Regions from separate parts of the Gossypium hirsutum genome. Here region 2 is linked to region 1. A link is a contact called in public Hi-C data. All regions are on one chromosome and are shown on one strand. The core of a region is the stretch at or near the end of the contact, and the rest is flanking DNA. Distances in the headings are between cores, read along the strand shown.

What was found. Hi-C and Micro-C count contacts between places; a contact is called where the count stands out from the background.
Region 2: a Hi-C map of petal shows a contact between it and region 1, with 5 times the contacts expected there. The contact joins the enhancer-like site here to the promoter of LOC107895284 in region 1. A contact is called at or near these places in 9 of 34 Hi-C or Micro-C datasets (anther, callus, hypocotyl and 3 more).

The regions. Positions count from the first base shown.
Region 1 is chrA13:96,251,006-96,253,705 of Gossypium_hirsutum_v2.1, forward strand. It overlaps LOC107895284 (uridine 5'-monophosphate synthase), which reads left to right and starts at 1,284. Exons shown (of 6, transcript XM_016820579.2): 1 at 1,284-2,700. The coding sequence starts at 2,173.
Region 2 is chrA13:96,357,005-96,359,817 of Gossypium_hirsutum_v2.1, forward strand. No RefSeq gene overlaps it. Among protein-coding and RNA genes, the nearest start is that of LOC107895282, 3.8 kb to the left of the region's middle. Within about 2 kb of position 1,272, at least 2 of the 9 cell types and tissues checked have an H3K27ac peak or open chromatin away from gene starts, as enhancers often do.

The DNA of each region.
Region 1 (2,700 bases), core at 34-2,533:
TAGCCCACCTGGTATGCGTATTGGTATTCAAGGTCAATCATTTTTAGGTAACTTTGTTTATTTACATAGTAATGGTGCGATGAATGTAAGTACAAGGTCTGCCTTTTCTGGCGGTGTGTTGCAAAACCAATTTGGGGATTGGATTGTCAATTTTAGTCATGCTTTGGGTGACTGTTCAATTTTTTATTCTAAGTTATGGGGCATTTGGGATGGTTACCTCTTGTTATAAGAAATGGAGCATGATAGGGCTTTGGTTCAAACAAATTGTTTGGAGGTGATAAAAGCTATCCAAGAAGGTTACTCTGTGTCTTCAAATTCAACTTTGCTTTGGCGAATTCAACAGGTGATACAGAGCAGAAATCATTGAGTGATAAGGCATTTGCCTAGGAAGAGTAATCAAGTCGCTAGTCTTATAGCCAAAATGTCTTCTAATGAGAAAGTGGGTATACAAGTGGTTGAAGATAAGCTTAGGGAGTTAATTGACACTTTTGAGAAAGACAAGACTTTTGGTGCTTTTGTTCATTTTAGCTTAATATAGTTATCTCATTTTATTATTTTACAAAAGAAAAAAGTTATTACTTACACTAAGTAAGTCTAATACATTAACCCAACATACAAATTTTTAAAAATGTTACTTACATGTCTTTGTTACTAAATTAGGACTTGGTCCATTATTTTTCTATCCATTAAAATTTAATACATTGATGAACGCTAATTAAAAGCAATCATTTATTAAATGTAAAATTTAATTTATGAATGATAATTAAATATATATTAAATAATAATGAATACAAAAATATGAGAGTAGAGCCAAACATATGATTCATGTGTCTTACGTTTTGAACCTTTCTAAGTCAAAAAACAAATCAACTAATATTTCTTATTAAAATTACTATTTTGTTTAATTTTAATAAAAATACAAATATCAATATAAAATTTTTAAGATAAATTATATAAATAATCACTCAATTTTTATAAATTTTCATTTTAAGCACTTAAATTTCTTATCATTTTAGGCACTCTTTTTTTTTTCATTTTAATCGCTTAATATTTCTATTAACAAAAGTCTAAGTTGGCATTTTTATAATTAATAAATAAATTATAAAATTTCCACATAATATTTTAAATTCCATATTCTTCATCCTTATCATTTCAACCACCAATCCGTCACCACATTGACATAACCCATCACTAGTTAAATTGGAGGTGCTCATGGGCTGGGATTAATCGAGTTTAAGTTGAGCTCCTGTAAAGAATTTAGACTAATTTTTCAAGTTCGGGATTGATCCAACCCAAAAAATGAGCTTATTTTTTTGCTCAAGTCTAGTCCAATTTAAGAAAGGTAAATTCGGGCCGACTTGGCCCACCTATATTTTTTTTAGATTATTTTATTTAAAATATTTTTAAAAAATATAATACACTAAAAATGCTAAAATGAAACTTTTCTAACACATTAAAAATACATTAAAAAGTAGCTATATTAAAAAACACTACCATAAATATAAGAAATGTTTTATTATATTAAAAAACAAAAATAAATATAATAATATTTATTGTAATAAATATAATTTTTTAAAATTTATATTTTGGGTAATTTTTTTTTTTAGATTTTGGGTAATGGTTTAATTGTAATTGAGTTAATGATTTAATTATATAATTATTATTTAACATATATAATTAATATAGTATTTTTTAGAACATAATATATTTGGGACCGGTTAGTCTCGAGCAAAAATCTTGTCTAAAGCTCAGCCCATATAAAAAATAAATTTTAAATTTTACCCAAACTTATTTTTCGGATATCGCATGTTGTCCAAAACCTTTTATTGTTTTAGTAGACTTTCGAAATTGAGTGATCAGTTGTAAGCGGAACCACCATTTGCCTCAAATATCACCACCATTTCTCACCATACCTTCACATCATTACCACCTCTCCTATTATAAAAATTATTTGTTAATTATAAAAATGGCAGCTTGAACTTCTATTAACAGAAATATAATAGAGTGATTAAAATCAAAACAGATAGTGACAGAAGTGGCTAAAATGATGGGAAAAAGAAATTGGGTTTTCAAAATGGAGACTACTTAATGAATTTTTTGAAAAAAATATTCCACTTACTTTTTGGGTACATTGGAGTAATTTGAATTGGATTATAAATTTTAACAAAAATTATGATTTTTTTTTACGTAATCATCCGACTTAGCCCGACCCACACGAAGACGTATGTCAACTGGCTTTACTTTTTTATTAAGCATCAGAGCACTCTCCCTTTCCCACTACCACTTCTCCACTCACCTGCACCATCAGCACTACCAGTTGCCGCCGCAACAACAATGTCATCAGTAGAGTCTCTCATCCTCCAACTCCACGAAATCTCCGCCGTTAAATTCGGCAACTTCAGGCTAAAATCCGGCATCTCTTCCCCTATCTACATAGACCTCCGCCTAATCATCTCCTACCCTTCCCTCCTCCGCCAAATCTCCCAATCCCTCCTCTCTTCCCTCCCTCCCCAAACACCCTTTAACCTCATCTGTGGCGTTCCTTACACCGCCCTCCCGATCGCCACCTCCATCTCCCTCGACACCTCCATCTCCATGCTCATGCGCCGCAAAGAAGTGAAGGATTACGGTACCGCAAAGTCCATCGAAGGCGTTTACGAAAAGGGCCAAGTTTGTTTGATAGTTGAAGACCTCGTAACA
Region 2 (2,813 bases), core at 22-2,521, 110 kb after region 1:
TATGATTAATTATGGATGTGATTGCCACAATTTCAATCTTTTCCCTTGAGGTATTAAAGAGGAAGTTTTAAATATATGTTTGGTTGAATGGAAAAGTAGAAACAAAATAAATCTCAAGTATATTTGGTAGAAAAAATATTAAAGGAAAAGAAAATAGTAGAGATGATCATTTTTATCCTAATGCATAAAAATCAATATTTTCATTTGCATAAGGACACATGGCAAACCAGAAGAACATCACAAACAATAAGCCAATTATCGAAAAATCGGAAAGTCCCCCTTAAACTTCCCACTCAAAATGACCATCTGGACAAGCGCGTACCAACAAACATCTAGGCAATTGAGCTTTTATTGGGAACATGAAGTTGCTGGTCATTAAGCACCACACGTGGCTCAACTACCTTATACTATCAAGTCAGAACAAATATAGAATCTGTCCCATCATAAACATCTTCATCCCATCGAAGACACACATCCCATGCATACTATAATGATGGCTAGAATGCAAGGCCAACACGTTAACACCATCTTATACGGGAATCTTACCATTAAATACCCTATAAATAATGAAGAAAGGAACGACTCTCCAATAATACTAAACCTAAATTTTGTCAACTTATCCTCAACTCTCAATCTTAAGACTCTCCTCACATTTACAATTTGTAACCTTCAACTCTCCACTTTGTCTAGATGAATTGGCTATCACCACTCTCTCCTTTGTACCTTCTCTTTGTTGTATCACCGTATCAAAACTTCCAAATTATAGTGATAAGATGAATGAAAATGAGAGGAAATTTTTTAATTTTTAGCTATGGTCTTTAGAATCCTTAATAAGTTGAAACTAGATAACAGGCACAAGGTCTTAAATATCTGCAGCTGCAAATCCATGCCAATAGCCTTCTTTGCTATAATATCCGCAACTATATTTGATGACCGAGAAATATGTGATATCCACACCTACCAGCACCGACAAACAAGCTCATTAATGTTTCGAAGCTACGCAATAGAATTTGAAACATGAGCTCCATTATTGAAGACCTCAATTGCTATGGAACTATCGCACTCCACCTAAACTTTCTTTAAGTCTTGATCCCAAGCAATTGAAAGTCCATGAAAGATTCCCCACAGTTCGGCGTCCATAACAGACGCTACTCCTATCTGACGCCGAAAGCCAACAATCCAATTTTCATATGCATCCTTTAGAACTCCACCCGCTGCTGCTCTTGAGCCATCAACAATTATCGCTCAATCGGAGTTGATTTTAATATAACATGATGTTGGTAGCTTTCATATATCCTCTTTATAGGCACAGAACTTCGTATTTTGACTTCAGCATCACATTTAGTAACTGCCAACGCTCAGCCCCAACATCTTGCGATAGTGCTATCAACATCGCAATGTTCCTCTCTAGAAATTACAGCATTACTTTGTTTCCAAATACGCCAGCAATCAATACCAAACAATGTTCCCCACTGAATACTACAGAAATCAAAATTCACGGTCGAAGATCCATTCCAAAGAATATTCCTTGCATTCTTGAAGGGACGGAACGTCCCCATATAGCGCGTGCACAATAACAATCTCTCAGCGAATGAATGGTTGTTTCGTCAGCATTACCATAGATTGCGCAAGTAGCAGCATCAACGAGTCCCCTTCGACTTCTCTTAAAATTAACAAGAAGACGATCACTTAGAACGAGACACAAGAATTGACTAACTCGTTGTGGAGCTGCTAGCTTCCAAATTAGACCCCAAGAAGTATCTTTTGGTTCAAAAGATTCAACAACCAGGCTCTTGTAAGCTACTCAAACCGTAAACTTACCAAAAATACACTGTCCGAACCCAAACTTTTGGTGGGGAATCAATGCAATTTTAAGAAGCACCAAATTATCCAAAAGATGTGCAAAAGAACCCCAATTCCAGTTACCATCAACATTCACCATATCCTGAACACTTGGTTATCACAAACATGTTTAAACGCAACCTGATTTCACAGAGGTCCCACATCAGGCACCCAAACATAATACCAAAATTTCACCATTCCACCATTATCCAAAGACCAATATATGTTCATCCGAAGCAAATCCCAAACTTTCGATAGAGACTGCTAGAACCGTAAATAATATTTAATATAAAATTAGAACTATAAATTAGGATGTATCATATCAAATTATTAAGAATAAATCAAGAATAAAATTAAAATATAAAATTAAAATTATAAATCAGGATGTATCATGTCAAATAATCAAGAATAAATTAAGAACAAAATTAAATGCGGAAACATACTTGAATTCATCGATTTCTTTTAGTCTACGAATCTTGGGTTTTGATCTTCCAAATTAGCACACAAGTAATCTAGAGAATGTGGCTCTCTCTTTTCTAAAGATGATATATTTAAAAAGTTACTTTATGTGTAATTTGGGACCATAACTCTAATATATATAACATTGGCACATCAACCCTAATTTTTAATTAGCCCATCATTAATTAGAAATTGATTAGAACTAAATTACTAGAGTATCTACACATATTTGACCCATACTTTATTTAATAATTAAAGCCCAATAAACCTTAACCAAATTAGATCACTTTTAATTCATGCTAACCTATCATGATAATAAATAATAACATGTAATTATTCTTATTATATATGTGATACCCATGTTTTCCAACAATCTCCCACTTGGACCACACATATATATGCTAATTACTCTATAATTACATGTCATTATATAACCTTATCAGCTAAAAAATTTTACTATCATATCCAAAAGGTATTCCGAATAATCTAGTCCATTAATTATGTTAACATAG